Linked DNA regions of Rattus norvegicus: region 2 is linked to region 1. A link is a contact called in public Hi-C data. All regions are on one chromosome and are shown on one strand. Each heading gives the region's core, a stretch centred on a gene start, on an enhancer-like site or on the middle of the called end of the contact. The rest is flanking DNA. Distances are from core to core; before and after follow the strand shown. Region 1 has its middle 95 kb from the start of Ets2. Region 2 holds the start of Ets2 (ETS proto-oncogene 2, transcription factor).

Region 1 (5,039 bases), core at 1,804-4,303:
CTAGATTGAGTCCATGCTTTGGCTGTTGTACTGGTCATTGCTGTGAACCTGGGTGAGCATCTGTCTCTTTGATGGACTAGTTTCAAGTTATTTAGATAAATACCCAGGAGCATCAAGTGGTAGTTCTATTTTTAACCTTTCTTGGGCCACCACTCCAGGTTGTCTTCCATAATGGCTGTTTTAACTGACATTCCCACCAGCCATGCAAACGGGTTTCCCTTTCTCTGAATGCTTACCAGAGCTTATTAATGTTTTTGTACCTGATCATTCTAACCACAGTGAGGGAGGCAGCTTCCTAGCTCACTGCTGTTATCTAGTTGTGGAAACAGCTAGTGCGTGGCTCCTCCAAGGAGCAGGTGTGAAAAGAGAGGATAATAACAGACCGACTGCTCCTGTAAGCCCAGGACAGAGCTCTGCATGCCTGTGATGGGGACTGAGTGTTATATATATCATCCCCAGAACACATGTTGAAGTCCCAGCTGCCAGGGTGGCCATATTTGCAGATGGGTCTCTAAAAGTACACCTCAGTGTCTCTGTAAACCACTCCCATCCTATACATCCCTGGAGACACTCAAATGCAAGAAGAGAGCCCTCACCAGGAACCACCACTCCTGGGGACAGCACCACAGGAACTCCATTAACCTCTTATTAGTCTAATGGAGTCAGGGGTGGAGCTGAAGAGACGGCTCAGTGGTTGAGCACACTCACTCTTCTTGCAGAGGTTCTGGGTTCGGTTCCCAGCACCCACTGTCCATAACTTTGGTTCCATGGGAATCAGTCTCCACCTTCTGGCCTCTGTGGTACTGCATGAATGTGGTACACTTAGGTATGTGCCACAAAAATCCTCATACATGCAAAACAAGAATAAATGAATCTTAGAGAAATTGTAAGAGATGAAGTTGTGCTGCTTCTGAGAGGTGGTGGGGACAGCTTTGTTCCTGGAATAGAAAAACCTTCTTCACAATCTAGTTTGCATTTGTCTTGTCAATCATGTGTTTTGCTTTTCTGAGCCCCTCTGGCTCCCTTGTTGTGGAAACACTCTTGTGGGATCGTATCCTTCAGGACTCTCTTGGTGAGATGGCTCACGTCACCTGGATGTCTGGGGTCATAACACACTTCCAAGGTCACATCAGCTTTCCACCATATCTGTTCTCTCCTCCCAGTCTTCCACTGAAGTTTAGGACTTTAAAAGCCATTCCCAGGGGCTGAGAGATGGCTCACTGGTTAAGAGCATTCGCTTCCCTTTCAGAGGTTGAGTTCAATTACCAGCAAGCACATGGTGGATCCAGCACAGACCCATCTGTGATGGGATCTGACGCCCTCTTCTGGTGTGTCTGGAGATGCTACAGTGTACTCATATGTATTAAATAAATAAGTAGATAGGTAATTTTTTTAAAAACCCATCCCTTAATAGGGCTCAGGTCCCAGCTTGGCAATAGGGCAGTCAGAGTCCATGGAGTCCTAAGTCTGCAATCATTCACATTCCAAATATTTTCACAATTGTCTTCTTTCATGGAAGGGGCTAGTTGACCCTAGGCACAGAACACAGAACAGGAGGAGCTCATTTTAAAACATGGCACTGGTGCCCTCCTTGGGGTCTTCAGCACTCACTCAGCTGATGTCTGGGAAGGGTTTCCTGAGCAATGTCCTGCGCTCTGCAAAGCTGGTAAAAATGTGATGCGTGTGGACCGTGAAATGACAGAAGAGGAAGGGGCCAGCAGCCCAAGGCTTGGAGGAAAGGTAGCACAGGAGGTGGATTCCAATAGCCAAGGAAAGGGACCTGGGGTAGGCATCCCCTCATACGTCAAGAGGAGGTCAGCCCTGCTGAGACCTCCATCAGGATCTCCAGCCTCCAGAACAGGAGACAATTTTGTGGTGCTTCAGCTGCCAGTCATGACACTTCTTCCAGTAGCTATAGTGGGCCAGTGCACTCTCCATTGGTACTGAGTAAAATTACACCTGACACACTCATAGCATTGCACCTGACACACTCACAGCATTGCACCTGACACACTCACAACAGCACACCTGACACACTCACAACAGCACACCTGACTCACTCACAACAGCACACCTGACACACTCACAACAGCACACCTGACACACTCACAACAGCACACCTGACACACTCACAACAGCACACCTGACACACTCACAACAGCACACCTGACACACTCACAACAGCACACCTGACACACTCACAGCATCACACCTGACACACTCACAGCATTGCACCTGACATACTCACAGTACCACACTAACACACTCAGAGCATCACACCTGACACAGCCATAGTATCACACCTGAAACACCCACAGCATTGTATTTGACACACTCATAGCACCATACCTGACACACTCACAGCATTGTACCTGACACACTCACAGCAGCACACCTGACACACTCACAGCATCACACCTGACACACTCACAGCATTGCACCTGACATACTCACAGTACCACACTAACACACTCAGAGCATCACACCTGACACAGCCATAGTATCACACCTGAAACACCCACAGCATTGTATTTGACACACTCATAGCACCATACCTGACACACTCACAGCATTGTACCTGACACACTCACAGCAGCACACTTGACACACTCACAACAGCACGCCTGACACACTCACAGCCACTCTCATCAGCTTAATCCCAGGCAGAGGACTCCTTGGCATCTCAACTAAAGAGAAGGAACCAGATCTGGTAAAGAATGGGAGAGGTTCCCATCATTCCTGCTGCCAAGTCAAGGCTGAGGTTTGCTGTAGATGCTACGGGAGCCTGGCAGCACTCTCTCGCTTTAAAGATATGCAGTTCTTCCACAGGAAGTGGGAAATCACCACAGGTCTGGCTCTAAACGGGATTTCTCATTTTCCCTGTGACAGTTGTAGAGATCGCCACTGCCGCTGTTGGGAATTATTTTCTTTCAACAAGGGTGTTTCTTACATTTCTCTTCGCTGACTCAGTTCTTCCCACTTTTTGCCTCCACCCCCACTGTAACTTATTAGGTTCTCATTAAACAAATAAAACGCATGCCCAGAGTTGGATTTAGAATTTTATACAGCTGTCAAGAATAGCTGTACCATGAGCAGAGTGGTGGCCACAGGAAGTGATTCACTGCTGCCGCAAGGTCAGCTTCTCTTACCTACAACCCCAGAGAAGCAGAAAACATAAACACTGTTCTTAGGTGTCACTCACAGAAGCTCCCTGCTGCACCAGACCTTGTTAACTGTTCCCTCTGACAACTGTACAGGACAAAGGGACAGCTCATGGCCATGTAGGGCAAAGTGGCTTGTGGAGGGACTGGCACTGTGTCTACCGAGGGTGGTCATAAAAGAAGATGTTCCTCTAATTGTCACTACATGTACAGACTCTGGGATTAGATCTGGTTGTCATAGACTTTTAACTTTCGTTGGGACAATTCCTCCTGGGACCGGTGGTGGTGGCCTCATGCATAATCCCACTGGTACCTCTGACCTACCTCCGTCCTTTCCGTGGACTAGCATCCTGGGCTAGCTCAATTTACTTGATCTTGGCTGCAGGCTGTGTCTGCCTCAGTGCCCTGGCGAGAACACTTACAGTGGTCTGCTTCTCTTTCAGGGGCCCATTCATACCCGCTAGGTCCAGAGAGTCTTTAGTAGCTTTCTGTATTAGATATATGGAAAGAAATGGAAGAAAGTTCAAAGGTCATGAACACTGACTCTGAACTCCTTGCCACACCCCGAATGGCATTGAGACTAAAGACAGAAAGAGGACTTCACCTAAGACATTAAAGTTAGATAATGTGACCCCTTCATGGTCGGTTGGAGTCCATGGATGGTTCTACGGTTCCTCTTAAATTTTCCTTTCTTATCCTTATCTTTAGCATGGAGTATATTGGTGATTTTTCTTATCACCGTGATAAAATAGACCCAACAAAAGCAACGCAAGGGGGCTGGAGAGATGGCTCAGTGGTTAAGAGCACTGACTGCTCTTCCAGAGGTCATGAGTTCAAATCCCAGCAACCACATGGTGGCTCACAACCATCTGTAAAGAGATCCGATGCCCTCTTCTGGTGTGTCTGAAGACAGTGACAGTGTATTCGTCATATATAAAATGAATAAATAAAATCTTAAAAAAAAAAGCAACGCAAGGAAGGGTTTATTGCGGCTCGGAGTTTGAGGGTATGGTCTATCATGGTGGCAGGGGTTTGAAGGATAGGGTCACATCACATCTACAATACAGATGCAGAGAGACCCAAAGGCTAGCACTCAGATTGCTGTCTCCTCTCTATTCAGCCCAGGACCGTAGCCTAGGGAATGGTACTACCCACAGTTAGGGTGAGCCTTTCCACCTCAATTATATACAGAATCTAGATCATCCTGTATAGGTTTATCCAGAGGTTAACCTAATCACACACCTGGCCAGAGGCTGGCCTCCTGGGTAGCTCCTCTAAGTTGACAGTCACAATTCACCATCACAAAGAACATCAGATTAGTCCGGCGAGTCATTAAATGTTAAACGAAGAAAATGAATTGAAAGACAATTTTAAAATCACCGTAAGAAGAATGTGGGACACGGAATCAAAAATAAACAAGTCAGACAAATGTGTTAATTCTTGATCTTGTCAGGACATAATACCTGACAAGAAGCAACTTAAGGAAGAAGGATTTATTTGGGCTCAAGTGTTGATGTGAGACACAGTCATGGTGGGGAGGTGTGAAGGTGGGACTGTGAGGCAGCTGGTCCTATTGCGTCTGCACTCAGGAAGCAGAGAGACACAAACATTAATTTTCACCTGTTCGCCCTTCCCCCTCTTCATGTAATCCTGGAGTCCAGCCAGTGGAACAGAGGCACCCACATTCACAGTGGGTCTCCCCTCCTTAGTTAAAGCTCTCTGGAAACACCCTGGTAGCCACGCCCAGAAGAGTATATCCCAGGTCATTTCAAATCCAGTCAGGTTGACAAAGGTTAACACCACAGTGGGCAACAATTATCAAGAAAAATTTCATCAAAGGCCATGAAGGGGTGAAATGTAAATTGCTTAAAACTTATG
Region 2 (5,039 bases), core at 1,615-4,114, 96 kb before region 1:
TTACGAGTTAAGCAAGTGACACACTAAATAAAGGAAGGCCCTTCAACAGTAACAGAGTGTTAGACGGACCCAGTCACCGAACCTCATTTCCACACACCATCACTCTACGGCAGCTCCTGTCTTCCAGGCTCTGAGCTACAGAACTGGAGCCTTCAATAGCTCCATGGTGTGGAGTGTGCAAACCTCAGCCCCACCCCCACCCGCCCCCACCCTCCGCTCTCCTTCATGCGCACCCACCTGCTAACCACACACTGTCACTAAAATTAGCATGCAATTGATAGAACTCACTAGAGGCAGCAGATAGCATAGCCTCAAAGAATTACTTAAACTTCCTTTGATTCCCCTTTCTTGTGTCTTTTTATAGTCAACATTATGGCCAATGGCAGATGGCTTAACAATTCCCTACTAACACATACTAGTCACATGCCTATACCGACATGTGCAGCATGTGCGAGTGAGTGCACACATGTGCACACTCACACCTTGATAGAAGGCATCGAGAGCAGAAAGGAATCCTGGGGGAGGCTTCTGATTGCAGATTTGGGTTAGAATAGTCCAGAAAAGCTGAGACGAATTGAAGGAGCCACCTTCCCGGTAAGGTCACAGCAGGGCCTGTGCAGTCTCCAGAGAAGGCATATTTGTTCAGGCTCTCCCTTGGTATATTATTTAGCTACACTCACTGAATGTTCAATATTCCTCACAGATGAAGGCTAGACAGAATGCCTGATGGGAAGACCAAGTCCCACGTCCTCAATCCTCCTGAGCGCGGGTTCCAAAAGGAAAATCACCTTATTCCGAGACAACTGAGGCCCGATGATACTGAGTCACTGGCCCGGGTCACATTCCTGTGGGGGTGTCTATGGAGGTTCACCTCAGATCAGTAGGGCCTTAAATCCTAGCCATGGCTGAGTGGGCTTTGCCTACCACAGCCCACTGAAGCAGAGTGTGCAATTATGATTAAACCAGGCCTTTCTGTCACACTTCAGCCCTAGGAAATGCCCGCCAACTGAGAACTTCAGGTCGCCTACTTAGATGAAGTCAGCCCTGTAACCTGTTGATTAAACACAAGCCACCCTCAGAAAACCAGCGACACAGACAGAGGTGTCCACATGTTCCCTCCAGGGCCAGTCGGATAGCGCTTTCTGTGGTCCCAATGTGCAGACACTTGGGGACTTCACCGTGATTCTTCGCTTCTGAGATAGGCAGAGAATAGCTTTGGAGATCTAGAATAGAGCTCCCCTGCCTTTTGTGTACAAACAGGAGCAGAAAAGGGAGGCTCAAACTCCCACATAAAGAGCTGTAATTACTGGCTACAGAACAGGGTTCCTTTGTTGCCTGGCTTTTAATGAGTTTTGTAAAAAACCATGTAGAATTAAAGCCCTCTACTAAATGGCTTCAGGCAGACACGCGGCTAATCAAATTTAAGTCCATTTATCCTACTGGATGTGCTTGCTAACCCCTGGGACAAGTCAAGACTCTAGATAAATCAATTTTCAAGTTTAGAGCTTTTTGGTACTTTGGTTGGGGGGGGGGTGTACAAGAAATGGAAGAAAATGGCAGAAATGTAATGGCTGAGAATAGTTAAGTTTTGAAACAAGAATTTCCCGGATAACTGTATCCTTATTGGAACAGGTAATCACTTACATAAAAGAGCATAGGTTTGTATTTAGGTAAAATTTAGGTTAAAAAAAATAAAAGAAAAAAAAACCTTTTGAAGGTTGGTTTGCTTTTCGCTTAGCGATCAGTTTAGAGAGATGAATGACTAATTCCATATATGAGAGTTTGACTATTTCCCTGTGGGATGCGCGGTGTTCACATTAACTGTACTGCAAGATTACTCAGATTTTAATAAAAGCTTAACACGGAGATGTATCTCCCGATTGGCGTTGTGGGCAGACTGATAAGGGCGCAGGAGCTTTCACAGCAGGGAGTAAGTCTCTCTCTCAACAGTAAATGACTCCTGTCTCCAACCAGGACTGCACACTGCTTTACTTTCTAAATTAGTAGCGAGTCAACTACTATTTTAGGCTCCCCTGAAATTGAGTGCAGGCTAGTACAAGTCTTATGAGATTAAATAATAAATTAAAACCAAAAAAAAAGGTCAAATATGCAAACGCTTCGGGTTACCCCTTCATTCATATGTTCTACGGGGAAAATAAAAGCAGAACAGCCACGCGCACCCCTACTTGGACGTGTCCCGTACTGGCTTCCCAGGGTCCAGGGGAACCGAGAGCTGGCCGAGCAGGTGACATGTTCCCGGGAGCCGCAACTTCCCAGGTGTTTCAGGCGTCGGACACCCCCACATCCTCCCAGGCCTAGCTCCTCTCCCACTCAAGTCACCCCAAACCTGGGGCTACTTCGGCCATCTCTCCAGGTGTCTCAAGCCCCCTGGAGAAACACAGACCCGCGCCCCAGGCAGGAACCGCACAGAGCGACCACTGGCTTCCCTAAAACAAAAGCGGGCTGCCCGCTCCCGGCCCGGTTCCCGGATCCCCGGCTGAGGCCACTGGGTGCCTAGGAACCAGCTGGAGAGGCTCCGGGGCGCGCGATCAACCGGCGGGAGCAGGGGCCGCCCGCACTGCACCCCACCCCGGGCGGAGTCCCTCCCGAGGAACGTCGCGCACGGGGGCCGCTCTTACCGCGCCGCAGCAAGCAGGGCCAGCCGGAGGGCGGCGGGGAGAGGAGATCGCGGCGGTCCCGGCCGGCAAGGCCCAGCGAGACGAAGGCGTAGGGCCGATACGGGCGCGCGGGGTCGGAGACGGTGGCAGGGACTGGCGGGCCTTAGTGGTGTCCACTCCGTGCTCAGCACCGCGGTGGAGGAAGTAACCAGCCCGATCCCCTGGCCGCGCGCTCTTCTGGAGCTGGGGGAGGGCCGGAGGGGACCGGGGGAGGGGACAGCAGGGGTGACGGAGGGAGCGCGGAGGAGGAGCAAGCGCGAGGCCGGCGTGGGAGGAGAGTGTGCTCCCGCAGCGGCGGATCCACGCTGCTCCCGGGCCCTTCCCTGCGCCCCTGCAGCCGGCTGTCGCCTGCCTGCTGGCCCCTGCTCCTAAGGCCCAGCTTGGGCCTTGTGCCCAGGAGGTTCAGCTAGAAGGGCAGGGCCGTGTCCGCCCGCGTCTCCCTGGCGCACGGCCGTCTGCAGGTCCAAGCTGGGGGCCCTGGTGGCACTTGGATTGAGTGGTTAGGCTTCTGCGGTAGAACCGGTCCTGTGTTTGGAGCTACGTGTGGGTCCTGATTTCTGGTCCCTCCGACGTGAAAAGACTCTTACGTGGGGTTAGGGAGGCACAAAGTGGGCGGGTGGCGGAGTCGCGAGTGGAAGAGCAGAACGTGGCGCAGCCGCTTGAGTCTTGGGAGGCCCCTCCTACTACCTAGGTGTGGATAGCGCCCCCTAGGGCTGAGCCGAGTCTTAGCGCCAACCTAGCTGAGCACTCCGGCGCCATCTATTATTAGTCTTACTAATGCTTCAAAGCACTGGTGTTTTACTTAACATGGTCTGCCAGGTCAACAACATGCCAAGTCCAACGTGACTCTCCCAAACTCATGGTCAAAACACCAGCCAGAGGGTGGTTTCCTTTTTGGTGAGAAGGCGCCGAGTCCATGATTGGAAACCTATGTGATTGGTCCGGAGGCATAGGTGTACGTTCAATATTATTGCGTTCCTCCTTGAGTTTAGATCGATACCCGAGATTTGTAGGAAATTGCAAATGGCAGGCTTAGTCAAGGCCGCGGGACCGACGATTGGTACAAGGACAGACTTGCTGGGAAGGGAGTAGAAGGTCCCACCTTCCCTTGTACTCAGGGTTCCTGGTTTCCATGGCAACTCCCCTTCTGAAGTTGTTGCCAATCAAGATACTGTTGCATTTGATACTTCTCTCTAGTGTATCACCTTTGCAGGAGTCAAGGCCCAATCCACTAAGCTAAAACAGCTAGGTTCACAGGGGATTGATATTTCCTCAGGGCTTCTCCGTGTGAATTCAGGTCTGGACCAGAGAACCCAGGTCAAGGAGGAACTCCCTAAATAGAAGACAGATTCCCTGTTCCGTTTCCATGGAGACATGGAGCGGCATATGCTAACTTAAAGAAGGAAAGAAAAAAAAACCAGCAGAAGGTACGGACTTATCTGAAGGAGTGTGTCTGTGGGCCCTCTCTCCCCGCACCTATGCTCACACCTTGACCACGTGCCTGAGAAGCTTGGTATGGATACACATAGGGATCTCTTGAAGCTCAGGTACCCAAAACAGGACCGCCTGTTCCCACCTCTTCTGCTCCAGAGACCGTGGGTACTCTGAGACTTCTTTGGTCCAGGAAGGCCTTCTTGAGCCAAGAAAACATACCTTTCAGGGCTGCTCAGGCTGACAGCTGGAGGGCAGCGCTTGATAATACTGAGCCACCGAAAGCTACAAAAGAAATTAGTACCCCGAGTGTCATGGCACCCCTATTGTTAAACGTTGCTTAGATGATGAAGCAAACCTATAATAGGGTTTATCAGCAGGGCTGAAAACTTGGTAGAGACGGGTTCCAAATATCTGAATGACAACTTTTTTCTGAACTCTCTTTTATGAGCATTTTAGGAAAATCTCTGGCAGGGGTGGGGGGTGGGGGTGGGGGGCCCTCTCACATACATGAAGAGGAAGGACAGTCTTCAGGAAAGCCACCCCAACCTGCCAGGTCTGAGTATGTGATACCTAAAGTAAAAGAACAGTAGCTAGACGTACTCATGGCGGCTAGGGAGCTCTCAGAGACGGCAGGCACCTCTGTGTTCTGTCTGTGGTGGCCCCACCTACCTCAACCTGATCAGTTACATACTTCGGAACATAACAGATACACATTTACCTTTTCTGTTTGTTCCGCCCACCCCCTCTTCCTCTTCTTGGATGGTTTCCTAGTTACTGAGCAGAGTTAGCGCCTAGCCTGGCTGAGCTCTGCGATTATTCATTGACTGTTATGGCTCCGTTCACTGGGAAGCTGGGGCCTTCCTGCAAATTGAATCTAATAAAAGCAAACCCCTTCTGCTCTGAGATCAAAAGTCAATGGTGTTGGGA

The links. A called contact is a pair of places that touch in the nucleus more often than the background predicts.
Region 2: a Hi-C map of the A7r5 cell line shows a contact between it and region 1, with 2.0 times the contacts expected there. The contact joins the promoter of Ets2 here to the enhancer-like site in region 1. A contact is called at or near these places in 2 of 12 Hi-C or Micro-C datasets (the A7r5 cell line and mammary epithelial cells).

Annotation. Positions count from the first base shown.
Region 1 is chr11:48,393,410-48,398,448 of GRCr8, reverse strand. No RefSeq gene overlaps it. Among named protein-coding and RNA genes, the nearest start is that of Ets2, 95 kb to the left of the region's middle. Within about 2 kb of position 3,053, at least 4 of the 93 cell types and tissues checked have an H3K27ac peak or open chromatin away from gene starts, as enhancers often do. A contact at or near this core is called in the A7r5 cell line, where this site is marked.
Region 2 is chr11:48,488,882-48,493,920 of GRCr8, reverse strand. It overlaps Ets2 (ETS proto-oncogene 2, transcription factor), which reads right to left and starts at 2,864. Exons shown (of 10, transcript NM_001107107.1): 1 at 2,640-2,864.